Linked DNA regions of Pan troglodytes: region 1 is linked to region 2. Evidence: chromatin contacts called from public HiChIP or PLAC-seq data. All regions are on one chromosome and are shown on one strand. Each heading gives the region's core, a stretch centred on a gene start, on an enhancer-like site or on the middle of the called end of the contact. The rest is flanking DNA. Distances are from core to core; before and after follow the strand shown.

The links. HiChIP or PLAC-seq counts read pairs in DNA pulled down with a chosen protein or histone mark.
Region 1: an H3K4me3 HiChIP or PLAC-seq map of stem cell-derived excitatory neurons shows a contact between it and region 2, with 5 times the contacts expected there. The contact joins the promoter of KDM6B here to the promoter of EFNB3 in region 2. A contact is called at or near these places in 1 of 7 Hi-C or Micro-C datasets (stem cell-derived neural progenitor cells) and 1 of 1 datasets of contacts at active chromatin or transcription factors (stem cell-derived excitatory neurons).

Annotation. Positions count from the first base shown.
Region 1 is chr19:18,344,087-18,350,701 of NHGRI_mPanTro3-v2.0_pri, forward strand. It overlaps KDM6B (lysine demethylase 6B), which reads left to right and starts at 4,696. Exons shown (of 24, transcript XM_054670841.2): 1 at 4,696-4,855. It overlaps DNAH2 (dynein axonemal heavy chain 2), which reads left to right. Exons shown (of 86, transcript XM_016931476.4): 78 at 805-996; 79 at 1,163-1,347; 80 at 1,591-1,819; 81 at 1,895-2,046; 82 at 2,166-2,280; 83 at 3,085-3,261; 84 at 3,360-3,434; 85 at 3,577-3,727; 86 at 3,885-4,246. The coding sequence ends at 4,039.
Region 2 is chr19:18,216,860-18,223,592 of NHGRI_mPanTro3-v2.0_pri, forward strand. EFNB3 (ephrin B3) reads left to right here and starts at 1,466. Exons shown (of 5, transcript XM_016931472.4): 1 at 1,466-2,139; 2 at 4,369-4,661; 3 at 4,846-4,938; 4 at 5,046-5,150; 5 at 5,578-6,733. The coding sequence starts at 2,018. The coding sequence ends at 5,987.

The DNA.
Region 1 (6,615 bases), core at 3,446-5,945, 130 kb after region 2:
TTTGGAAGGCTTAGTTCAAATCCCAGCTTGCTCATGGAGACTAATAATGCCAATCACATAGACTGTTCTTCCTTGATGATATATTATGGCCTTTTTAATCTACACTAACCTTTGCACGCAATTCCGTACATTTTTGTTAGTTGCATGTGTATGTACTTATCTTTGTTTATTTTTCTGGCACCCCAAATTGTGCTGGCCTACCTACCACTGAGAACATCAGGGCTGAGAGGATCAAAAGTGGTGGGATGGCTGGGTGCGGTGGCTCACACCTGTAATCCCAGCACTTAGGGAGGCTGAGGCGGGTGGATTGCTTGAGGTCACGAGTTTGAGACCAGCCTGGCCAACATAGTGAAACCCTGTCTCTACTAAAAATACAAAAAATTAGCTGGGCATGGTGGTGGGCGCCTGTAATCACAGCTACTTGGGAGGCTGGGGCAGGAGAATCGCTTGAATCCAGGAGGCAGAGGTTGCAGTGAGCTGAGATCACACCATTGCACTCCAGCCTGGGCAACAACAGCGAAACTCCGTCTCAAAAAAAAAAAAAAAAAAAAAAAGTGGTGGGACAAGAAGGCAGGGCTGCCGCAAGCCCATACAATGCCTATCTGTGAATTACAGAAAGGCACTCAGCCTTGTAGAAGAATGCAGATCTTGGCATGTAGATCAATGGCTACATTTCAGCCTCCACTCACCCTTTCAGCCAGTGCCTTTGTGCAATGAAGAACCTCCACAACTGTACATGGCGGTGCTAGTGGCAGGTCTGAGTGTGATGCATGTCACCCCATCTTTGTATTTCATTGTCCCCAGGGCCTAAAGGCCAACATGACACGTCTTTACCAACTGACGTCAGAACCACAGTTTTCCCGCTGCTCCAAACCTGCCAAATATAAGAAGCTGCTGTTTTCACTCTGTTTCTTCCACTCTGTGTTACTTGAACGCAAAAAGTTCCTGCAGCTTGGCTGGAACATCATCTATGGCTTCAATGACTCCGACTTTGAGGTTTGTATTAGCCAGGGGTCCTCATCCCAGCCCTCTCTCCTTACACGTCCTACCCCATGGCTCCCCTGTGGGAATATCCGTGGACACAAAGCCTGTGTTGAAGCCCCATTGGCAGATTTCCTGCCATAACTCTGGGAATGGGGGCTTGGGCTGGGATCATGCCTAGGTGTCAGAAAACTTGCTGAGCCTCTATCTCGATGAGTACGAGGAGACACCTTGGGACGCACTTAAGTACCTCATTGCCGGCATCAACTATGGTGGACATGTCACAGATGACTGGGACCGGCGCCTGCTGACCACCTACATCAATGATTATTTCTGTGACCAGTCTCTATCAACTCCCTTCTACCGGTGAGGGGGAGGTGGCCCTGGACAGGGAGCCAGAGGTCACAAGTCAGCCAGGTGGTGGGATCAGGGGTGGGGGTAATGTTTGAGGAGAGGACGTGAGATTGGGAGAAGACAGAGTTTGTGGGATTGAGAGGGGGAGCAGGGCAGGGAGCTGGACAAATTGGACATGCATAGGTTTGGGGTCTTGGCCTGGCATTGAGGGCTGAGTCCCCACAATGTGGCAGTAATTATGCTATGACTCCCTAGGTTGTCAGCACTGGAGACTTATTTCATCCCCAAGGATGGCAGCCTCGCTTCTTACAAGGAATACATCAGCTTATTGCCTGGCATGGACCCCCCTGAGGCCTTTGGCCAGCACCCCAATGCTGATGTGGCCTCTCAGATCACTGAGGCACAAACCCTCTTTGATACTTTGCTTTCCTTGCAACCTCAGATTACACCCACCAGGGCTGGAGGCCAGACCCGGGAAGAGAAGGTAAAAAGAGCCGGGCCTGGGGGAGGGAAAGTGATGAGAAGAGGGGGCTACACTCAAGAGCTCCTGCCTGCTCAGGTCCTTGAGTTGGCCGCTGATGTGAAGCAGAAGATCCCTGAAATGATCGACTATGAGGGGACTCGAAAACTGCTAGCTCTCGACCCCTCCCCCCTCAATGTGGTCCTTCTGCAGGAGATCCAGAGATACAACACACTGATGCAGACCATCCTGTAAGACAGAGGGGGACTCTGCAGAACAGGGGAGGGTGTGAGGAGAAGCCTTCGCCTTCTGGCTAGAATGACGTTCCCAGGCCCACCTCATCTCTAACACTCCACCTCATCCTGCTCAGGTTCTCACTGACAGATCTAGAGAAAGGCATCCAGGGTCTCATCGTCATGTCTACAAGCCTGGAAGAGATTTTCAATTGCATCTTTGATGCCCACGTTCCTCCGCTCTGGGGAAAGGCAAGATTATACCATTGTTGATCCTTCTCCAACAATGAGCTCCCCTCTCAATCCTGGGCCCCCCCAATCTCCTGGTTCTAGGTGGGCATAAAGCAAACTGCAGAGAGCCGAAACTTTGGAGTTAGATAGGTTCAAGGTTAAAACCTGGCTCTGCCATTCATTGACTGACTTCATACAACTTATTAACTTACAGACTCACTCAGGGAAAATTACTAACCTCTCCAAGGATGTTTCAGAGATTCCCAGTATTGTGCCTACCACTCAGTAGGTGCTTCATCAATGCTACCTGGTTAATATTACTGCGGTCATTGTTATGAATGAATAGCTGTCGTTGTATGCCTCTTTCCTAGAAGTTGGCTTTGGAGAGCTTTGTTCACCTGTAGTTGGGGAACAGGGGCTGCCACCACATAGTCTTCTCATATCTGCTTCAGGTGCTCAAAATAAGGATTTGGGCTGGACGCGGTGGCTCATGCCTGCAATCTCAGCACTTTGGGAGGCTGAGGCAGGCAGATCACCTGAGTTTAGGAGTTTGAGACCAGCCTGGTCAACATGGTGAAACCCCGTCTCTACTAAAAAAATACAAAAATTAGCCGGGCCTGGTGGTGGGCGCCTGTAATCCCAGCTACTTGGGAGGCTGAGGCAGGAGAATAGCTTAACTTGGGAGGTGGAGGTTGCAGTGAGCCAAGATCGTACCACTGCACTCCAGCCTGGGGGACAAGAGCAAAACTCTGTCTCTAAATAAATAAATAATACGGATTTGAATGCACGGCTAAATGAGTGAATACACATGCACTCCTTCCCCAGGCATACCCCTCACAAAAGCCATTGGCTGCCTGGACCCGGGACTTGGCCATGCGTGTGGAGCAGTTTGAGCTGTGGGCCAGCCGGGCCCGGCCTCCTGTGATCTTCTGGTTGTCTGGTTTCACCTTTCCCACTGGCTTCCTCACTGCTGTGCTGCAGTCTTCAGCTCGCCAAAACAACGTGAGCAATGTGCAAAGTGTGGGTGGGGGATGTATGCTGGGGCCATGTATGTGTTCTCCTCTTCAGGGTCCTCTCTTATTCTCACCTTCAACCCCCAGGTTTCAGTGGACAGCCTCTCCTGGGAGTTTATCGTTTCCACTGTGGATGACAGCAACCTAGTGTATCCCCCCAAGGTGGGAGCCAGTTGTGCTTGGGGCTCTGAGCAAAAGAGGGTACTGGAAATAATTGGACGAAAAGGGAGGAGAGAGGGAGCAGGTCAGGGGCGCTGGCAATTGAAGTCTAGCTTCTCCCAGACCTGCTCCCATTTCTCCCCAGGATGGTGTCTGGGTCCGGGGCCTGTACCTGGAAGGTGCTGGCTGGGACCGGAAGAACTCCTGCTTGGTGGAGGCAGAGCCCATGCAGCTTGTCTGCCTCATGCCCACGATCCACTTCCGGCCTGCAGAGAGCCGCAAGAAGAGCGCCAAGGGTGGGACAGCTCCCCAGGCAGGACCTGCCTGCCCCGTCCCTAGTTTGGAACTCAACCCATTCTCTGCTCCAGCCCATCCCACACCCGCTCCTGCCCTGCTCCTGCCCTGCTCTCCCGGAGGCTCCAGGGGTCTGACTTCTCCTCTCCTTTCCCCCAGGCATGTACTCCTGCCCCTGCTATTACTATCCCAACCGGGCAGGCAGCTCAGACCGAGCCTCCTTTGTCATCGGCATTGACCTGCGGTCTGGGTCCATGACACCTGATCATTGGATCAAGAGGGGCACTGCTCTACTCATGAGCCTGGACAGCTGAGACCTCCTCCTCTTCTCCGCTTGAGAGAGAGGGTCAGGGACTCCAGGAGCAAAGACAGATGTTGCACCTAGGACTGAGGCTGGACCTCACTCAGACTTTGACCTTGGCCGAATTTGTGTGATGTGGCCCTGGAGATACCTAGTTGTGTTAGCCATAAAAGTGAGAGTTGTATTGGAGCTCAGTGCTGTAAAACACCCGCGACAACAAGCCTTAAGTCTCTCAATGCAATGGTGAGGGTCTGGGGAGGGAGGAAGCCCAGGCCTCACAGAGGACAGAGCTACTGCGGAGCTGCTACTGGACGGGGAAAGAAGCGAGGGAGGTGGGGCGGCCTGGAGCGGAACGGAGGCGTGGCCCTGAACGAATGGGCAGGGCGGAGCCGCCTGAAGAGGCTGTGGCTTAAGTCTCCGGGCAGGACTTCAGTGGGTGGGGCGGGGCTTACCTTAGAAGGGCGCGTGATCCAAATGAGTAGGGATTTGTCAGGCAGGGATCAGGGCTGAACCCCGTACACTGCACCCTGAAGCCCGCACCCTGAAGCCCGCACCCCGCACCCGGCATCCTAGCCGGCACCCGCCCTGAGGCGAGCGGGACCGGCAGAAGACGGGGCGGAGCCGGAGAGGGGGACTAGAGCGCGAGGAGGGGCGGGACCACAAGGGGGCGGGGCTGGGGAGCGGGGGTGCGGGTGTTTGTGTTGGAAAATCCAACTGCGCCACTGGGCGGAGCGGCCCCCCCAGCCCCGGCCTGGGAGAAGGGGGGGCCGCTCGACCCCCTGGGATACCTTGGGGAGCCTGAACACCTGGGACCCCCCCCCAGAACCAGGTAACGGGGAGCCGCGAGGACGTCTGTAAAGAGGGAAACCCTCTCCTTGCAGCAGGGCAGGACGCCTGAGTCTCTGGAGGGGTAGAGCTGGGGATGGACGTTTGGGTCTTGGGAAGGGCACTGGGAAGAAGACTGGGGCGAAGGTCATGGGTCCCCTAGAAGAGAGTACGGCGGGGAAGGAGGAAGAACTGGGAGGCAGATGTCTCAGGTTCCAAATGTCCAGAGGGGCCTGAAAGGACTCCCCGTTCCCCTTGGGCTGGGATTCCCCTTCCCGACTCCAGGGCGGGGCGGGGCGCGGCGGTCCTTACTGAAGGGCAGGACTAAAGGGCAGAGTTTGCAGACAGGTCAATGCCATGGCCCAGTAAGGTCAGATGTGGTCAGACTTGGGTGTGTCCCGGTCCCAGGGCTACTTTAAGTCTCCCTCCAGTTCTCTGCACGGGTGAGGTGTAGAAGCCTCAGCCTGACCTTCCCACCAGCGGCCCCGAGAGCTTCCCAGCGGTAGCCTTCGCCTTCTTCCCACCCCCCCTCCCCCACACTGCGCCTCCCTTTCACTCCGTCTCGCCCCGCTAGCCTCCTCATCCCTAGTCCTTCTCCCGCTCCGCCGTTCCCGAACCCTAGCGCGCCCCGCACGGCTTCTCGGTGCGGAGCCTTCCCAACGTAGCCAGAAGATGGCGAGGGCGAGACGCACCCAGGGCGGGTGGGGGATGTGACCGTGAAAGTAGCTGAAGCCCCCCGCCCCGGTCCGAGGGAAAGGTAGGCTGAGGCCCCCACTTGACTTCCTGTGATCTGGGCCCCCTCACAGGAAATTGTGGGCAGGAGGTCGCAGCGCAGAAGACGGGGAGGGGGCTGGGGACTCAATCTCCGCCTCTCCCGGCTGGGGTAAATAGTGGGGAGGGGGGCACGCGGGGTGGTTGCTAAGCGACGTAGATTCGCTTCCTGTTTGCTGCAGCTTATGTTGTGACACTGGTGGGGGTTAGAGAGCGCGGAGGGCCTGAAGACTGTGGGGAAGGCCGAGGGCAGGACGCCTGGTTCCCGGGACAGGAAGAGCCCTGGGAGGAAGGCGGGGAGGTAGCGAGCTGCGCCGCGACCGAAGGGGACTCGGCGGTTGTCCGGAGGGGGGTAGGGACCGAGGCGCAGCGTTCACCTCGGCTCCCCTTCCCTCCCCTGGGTTGCTTGTCCTGTTGCCAGAGTAACTGGAGGGCGAGACTTGGGAGTCGGATTCCCGAACTCTCCCGTCCGCCCAATCCGCTCCGGCGGTCGGCCCTGACGCCAGGGCCCTGGCAGCCAATGGGGAAGGGGGATGATAGCGACAGGAAAGGGAGAGGGGAGGGGCAGCGGCGGAGGCTGGGAGGCAGCGGCGGAGGCTGGGAGGCAGCAGCTGCCTGGGACCCGCACGTGCACTCCCACACGCTCGCGCCCACCCCCCCGCCCTGCGCCGCACGCGCCCGAGCACCCCCTTGCGCCTGCGCGGCGAGCCGGGCGCCCCCCTCCCCTCGTGGAGTCTGTGTAAAGCCGCCTGAGGCTGCGCTCTTCAGCCCCTGGGGACCCACACGTCTCGGTCGGTCTGCACCGTTTCGCGGGTCGCGACCATAATGCCCAGCCTGGCTCGGGAGGGCCGACTACCTGTTCCCCACCTCCCCCCAGCTGGCGCCCCACACTCCCAGGTGGGCTGGGCGGAGCTGTGGTTTCCGGCCCCATCTGCTCGGCCGCTGCCTTCCCGGGCTCTGGCTTAAGTTGCTTTCCCAAGAGAAAGCGAGCGG
Region 2 (6,733 bases), core at 216-2,715:
CCAGCAGCAGTGGGTATGGCGTATTGGTCCTGAAACCAGGGGTTGAGAGGTGGGACCAGGCAGGAGCCAATGGGGCGGCTGAGCTTGGTGTGAAGTCAAGTGGGTGGGGGTGGGGCTTCATGCCATTGACTGGTTGGTTGCTAGGCAACTTGGTAAACTGAAGGGGGAAACCTGTTTGAAATCTCACTCCCAAGGTGGGGGCGGCAGGGGTCAGGGTTAGCGGGGCTGAGCAGGAGCTGGGTCAGACTGTTGGGTGTGACCGTGTGAGACTGTGCAGACAGTGACAGGGCGCCTGTCGCCCACACTCCACACTGTTTGCCATTCTCCAGCAGCATGGGGACCATTACTCAGCTCTGAGGGGAGCAGGAGCACTCTCCTCCCCTCCCCGGGGCTCCCCAGGAGGCAGACAACCCAGTTGCCAGAGTCAAGGACACACATAAAAGAGTAAAGGTGTTGAAAAATACAGTCGTCACCTTTGATATTGCTGTTCCATACGGGGCGCGGCGAGGGTCTTATTCATTCAGCGGCTGTCGCTGGGCTTGTTTCTCCATTTGTCTGCTCTGTCTTTGGGGGTGGGGGACGAGTGTGTCATTTGAAGCAGTGACTCCTCCCTCCTCCCCCCAACACCTTCCCAAACACTGAGAATGGGGGGACTTTGAAGAAATACTGCCAGCAGGGGATGTGATTTTGGACCTCACAATCAAAGGGAAGGGACGAAAGGCCTGGGGAGGCTTGAGAGGGAGAGGAATGTCACCCCTGCCCAGAGGTGCTGAAAGCCAGGGCTCTTACACCCGAAAAGGCAACTCCTCCCTTCCCCCAGGATAATTGGAAACAGCCCTTCCTGCGCAGCGCCGGTTTGGGGTTGTAGGTACGCCCCTTCTTCTCCCAGCCCCGCTTCTCCCCCCAGCCATCTAGGAAAGACCCAAGTGTATCCCCTAAACTCTTGTTTTTCACTAACCCCCAGGTAACAACAGCACATGGTCCATGGAACAGTGACAAAGGAGACCCCAAGAGTGGGAGTTGCGCAGCCTGGGTTTGGTTTCTAGCTTTATCCCAGACTTCCTGTGTGACCTTGGGCAAGTCACGGGGCCTCCCTGAGCCTCAGTTTCCTCATCTCTGCAATGGGATCGTTAGCTCTGCCCCTCCCACTTCACACAGGTAGTCGTGACGATCAGCTCCGCCGCACTTTGTAAAACGCCAAGCCTTCAAGGTTATTATTATTCTCTCCAAACCTGCCGGGAGCAGCGGTGTTGTTTTGGGATGGAGGAGGAGGCTGCGGGAGCGAAAGGGGCGGGTTCCTCGGGGTGGAGAGGGCGAGAGCCTTTCTGGATTCGAGAGAGGAAGATTCCAGCAGCTTGGGCGATCGGAGGGCAGGAGGGGAGCCGGGCAGAACTCAGCCGGAGCCAGAGGCTCGGAGAGACAAAGGGGGCGTGACAGCCCGCGCCGGGGGCTGAGGCGGGGCGGCGGGCGGGAGGTGCGCGAGGTGAGGGAGGTGTGGGGGGCGTGGGCCGCGGGATGCTGCCGCCCGCTCCGCCTCGAGCTCCAGCTCCGGTTTTTCCCTCCACCATCCTCTGCCCCTCCCCGCCTCTCCTTTAACTCCCCCCTCCTGGGCTCGGGACTGGTTTCCTCCCTTAGCCCGCTGCCCTCAATCCCGGCGAGGCTGGGGCTCCGGCTCGGCGCCCCCTTCCTCGCTCCCTGGTCCGGCGCCCCATGCCGCCCCCGCCCGGCCCCCGGCTCCCCCAGTCCCCCACTTAGGCGGACTCACAGATCCCGGGGTGCTGGCGCGTGGGCCGGGGGCGCGTAGGGCGCCTGCAGACGGCCCCTGGAAGGGCTCTGGTGGGGCTGAGCGCTCTGCCGCGGGGGCGCGGGCACAGCAGGAAGCAGGTCCGCGTGGGCGCTGGGGGCGTCAGCTACCGGGGTGGTCCAGGCTGAAGAGCCAGGCAGCCAAGGCAGCCACCCCGGGGGGTGAGCGACTTTGGGGGAGTTGGTGCCCCGCCCCCCAGGCCTTGGCGGGGTCATGGGGCCCCCCCATTCTGGGCCGGGGGGCGTGCGAGTCGGGGCCCTGCTGCTGCTGGGGGTTTTGGGGCTGGTGTCTGGGCTCAGCCTGGAGCCTGTCTACTGGAACTCGGCGAATAAGAGGTGAGTGGCCTGCGGCTGGGGAGATCCCAGACCCTAGGGCAGTGGGTAGGGAAGCTTTGGGGGCTTGGAGGCGGGCTTCTGTGGGCAGGGAGGAGGCGGGAGGGAAGGTGCTGGTGCTCTGATGTGTGATGGGTTACTAGACAGGTGATCTTGGGAGCCAGACTCCGGGTCCCACGCAGAGCTGGATGCGGGTGGTGCTATGGATGTCAGGAGTTTGGAGACCCCAAAGGGGCAAGGAGAAGAAAGTTCATGGGTAGCCGGGAGGGCAGTGAGGTGGGTATTTGGATCTGTGGGAGGCCTGCGTCGGGGGCTGGGCTTGGAGGGAGCCTGGTTACTGTCAGCTCTCAGGAGAGAGCTGCAGATTAGGTGCTGCGAGTCGCTGAGGGGAAGGCAGGGCAGGGTGCCTCCCTCCCGCAGAGGGACTGCGCATCCGAGATGGGAGGCAAGGGGGTTCCGTTTGGGGGCTCTGGGGACAACTTCCCCAAGGCTCCTTGACTCTCTTCACAGTCTGTCTCCCAACTCTTCCCCACAGTCAGTGAACTGTTGGCTGAACGATTTCCCAGCCAGAACATATTCCTGCCTTCCTGGCTTGCCGGCATCTTGCTGGAAGAAGCCTGGAGCCCCCTGAACCCTCCTTCCTTCCCTTTTGCATCTGGAGGACTCCATTGCCCCCTCCCCCAATCTTTGCTGCAAACTCTTCCATCAGACCCTCTGTTCCATGGCATGCCAGCTTTGCTCTGAAAAGAGGCCAGGGGTCAGATGAAACTTCAAGCCACGCTGGGTAGGACAGAACCTTTGGGAGGTCACCTGGGTCCCTTGCCTACATGCGGATCCCACTTCCCGCTCATAAAAGAGTTCTGTGTTTTGAAAAATTCCTACTTCCCTGGGGAGACTGTGTGAGGCCATGGGAAGGGGGTGGGCTTTGGAGCTCATCAAATCTTTGGTCTTAATCCTAGCTCTGCCGCTTTCAGCTGTGTGGCCTTGGGCATGTCACTTAACCTTTCTGAGTTTGTATCCTCAATCCTTACAGCTATTATGAGGATTAGCGGTAAGGTGTTTGAATGTATTATGTGCTCATTAAAGGAGAGCTAGGATTATTGTTCCTCTCTTTACTTCCCAGCCTCCCTCACACTTCTCTGCTCTGCCATCCCTCCCTCTCTTTTCCCTGGATCTCTTTGGGTATAATCTCAATGTCTTTTCTGTACTCAGTCACCCACCTGCCAACTCCCAGCTGCAATGTGAGTATCAGGTGTGTAGCTTGAGAACATAAGCTTGTTTTCACAGGGTAGAGAAAAGGGAGTTAGGGTGTCCTGGGGGCTCTTTCGGATGTGGGGTGGGAGTGGGACACTTGGGAGTCTGGGAAGATATCAAGTAGCAGTCCCCTGGGACCCAGTCCTGAGACCCTGTCTCAGCAGCTATTGATGTCCAGGAAGGGGCTGCAGGGGTTGGCAAGTTGTGGCTGTGCTGGGACAGTGGATGCCTGGGTGCACTGGCCAAGGAGATGGTGAAGTGTGTTGGTTGTGGTTAGAAAAGTCAACTCCTTTCCTTTCCAAAGCAATAGAGCACTTGCCCCAGAAGTCTAAGACCCAGTGTGGGATTCTGAGTGGGAGAATGACTCAGGCAGCAGGTTCCTAGACCCTGGTTCCCATCAGCCCCAATGATGGTCGTGGCCAAACCAGGCATTTGCCTTCTGTGCTATTAGCTGGCTAACTTAGGACACTGGTCTGGACCACCCTCCACACAGCCCCTCCCTGAACCGCCGCCCCCTTTGCCCGGAAATCCCTGAAATTCAGTGGTGGCCTGAAGGAGGGGAGGCTCTGCCCCCATGGTTGGCTGCCATGGAATAGTGAAATCACCTGGGAGGGGTGGGCTGTGTGGTTCCAGAGAGGCCAGCTCCTTGGTAACTGGCATCCTGTTGCCATGGCAATGGGGCTGGTGATGGAGCGGGAGATGGCGGTGTGCATGTGGTGAGGGCGGGCTGAAGAGTGGAGTGCATTTGGGCACACCAAGGGGCAGGAGACCCCTGAGCCTGGCTTCCTGCTGCTTCCAATGTGAATGCACAGAGTCCTTGGTGCCTGCTCTATAAGAAGAGACTTTCCGCTCAGACAAAGGCGGGCAAGCGTGAGCTGAGAATTGCTGTCCTGGAAGGTTGTGGGGTGAGGGAAGGAAAGCTCTGGGGGCCAGGCCTCTGACATCTCTTCCTTGTCCACCTTACCCTCCTCCCCATAGGTTCCAGGCAGAGGGTGGTTATGTGCTGTACCCTCAGATCGGGGACCGGCTAGACCTGCTCTGCCCCCGGGCCCGGCCTCCTGGCCCTCACTCCTCTCCTAATTATGAGTTCTACAAGCTGTACCTGGTAGGGGGTGCCCAGGGCCGGCGCTGTGAGGCACCCCCTGCCCCAAACCTCCTTCTCACTTGTGATCGCCCAGACCTGGATCTCCGCTTCACCATCAAGTTCCAGGAGTATAGCCCTAATCTCTGGGGCCACGAGTTCCGCTCGCACCATGATTACTACATCATTGGTACTGCTGGGCAGAGGGCACGATTGAGTGGGGGGCTCCTGATACCGAGCAGAGAGGGAGGGGGACCCCTGCAGCCAAGAGGGAGATCCCAGTGCCCTCAGGCAGTGTTCACACCAGGGTGTGGGGCCAGAATCAGGGCTAGATTCTGGAGTGCCAACCTCTTCCTCTGGCTTTTCTCTCCCAGCCACATCGGATGGGACCCGGGAGGGCCTGGAGAGCCTGCAGGGAGGTGTGTGCCTAACCAGAGGCATGAAGGTGCTTCTCCGAGTGGGACAAAGTGAGTGGGGCTGGGGGACACCTCCTGGGCACGAAGGGACGTTGGGGCAGTACGATCATGGTTGGGGCAGTTGTCTCAGCCCCTCTCTGGGTCTTCCTCATCTCCAGGTCCCCGAGGAGGGGCTGCCCCCCGAAAACCTGTGTCTGAAATGCCCATGGAAAGAGACCGAGGGGCAGCCCACAGCCTGGAGCCTGGGAGGGAGAACCTGCCAGGTAGGAACCAGGGGCTAGGCCCCTGCCTTCCCCAGCTTCCTCTGCTCTCAGACCCCAGCTGCCCTGCCGTCACCCTCCCTCCCTCTTCAGTTTTGGGGGCGGTGATACAGGAAAGAGGAGAAGAGAGGATGGGAGGGTGGGAGGGGAATGGAAACCAAATGAGGAAAAGACTCAATTAGAACTAATTAGCCAAGTCAGTGCTTCAATCAGTGCTGTCAGAGAAGTGGGGAGGACTCTGTGGCAGGAAGCTGAAGGGCTGGACACCTGGATTCTGAGCAGAGTTCGGCGGGGGAGGGGAGATGGGGTCCCCAAGGGGCCTGGGCGCTACAAGGGAAGCCCATGGGGACCCCCAGGGTTGGGTGTCCAGGTGCCCAGGTGGCTCCTTCAGTCCCTCCCCCTCTTTCCTCCTTCACCCCTTCCCTGCCAGGTGACCCCACCAGCAATGCAACCTCCCGGGGTGCTGAAGGCCCCCTGCCCCCTCCCAGCATGCCTGCAGTGGCTGGGGCAGCAGGGGGGCTGGCGCTGCTCTTGCTGGGCGTGGCAGGGGCTGGGGGTGCCATGTGTTGGCGGAGACGGCGGGCCAAGCCTTCGGAGAGTCGCCACCCTGGTCCTGGCTCCTTCGGGAGGGGAGGGTCTCTGGGCCTGGGGGGTGGAGGTGGGATGGGACCTCGGGAGGCTGAGCCTGGGGAGCTAGGGATAGCTCTGCGGGGCGGCGGGGCTGCAGATCCCCCCTTCTGCCCCCACTATGAGAAGGTGAGTGGTGACTATGGGCATCCTGTGTATATCGTGCAGGATGGGCCCCCCCAGAGCCCTCCAAACATCTACTACAAGGTATGAGGGCTCCTCTCACGTGGCTATCCTGAATCCAGCCCTTCTTGGGGTGCTCCTCCAGTTTAATTCCTGGTTTGAGGGACACCTCTAACATCTCGGCCCCCTGTGCCCCCCCAGCCCCTTCACTCCTCCCGGCTGCTGTCCTCGTCTCCACTTTTAGGATTCCTTAGGATTCCCACTGCCCCACTTCCTGCCCTCCCGTTTGGCCATGGGTGCCCCCCTCTGTCTCAGTGTCCCTGGATCCTTTTTCCTTGGGGAGGGGCACAGGCTCAGCCTCCTCTCTGACCATGACCCAGGCATCCTTGTCCCCCTCACCCACCCAGAGCTAGGGGCGGGAACAGCCCACCTTTTGGTTGGCACCGCCTTCTTTCTGCCTCTCACTGGTTTTCTCTTCTCTCTATCTCTTATTCTTTCCCTCTCTTCCGTCTTTAGGTCTGTTCTTCTTCCCTAGCATCCTCCTCCCCACATCTCCTTTCACCCTCTTGGCTTCTTATCCTGTGCCTCTCCCATCTCCTGGGTGGGGGCATCAAAGCATTTCTCCCCTTAGCTTTCAGCCCCCCTTCTGACCTCTCATACCAACCACTCCCCTCAGTCTGCCAAAAATGGGGGCCTTATGGGGAAGGCTCTGACACTCCACCCCAGCTCAGGCCATGGGCAGCAGGGCTCCATTCTCTGGCCTGGCCCAGGCCTCTACATACTTACTCCAGCCATTTGGGGTGGTTGGGTCATGACAGCTACCATGAGAAGAAGTG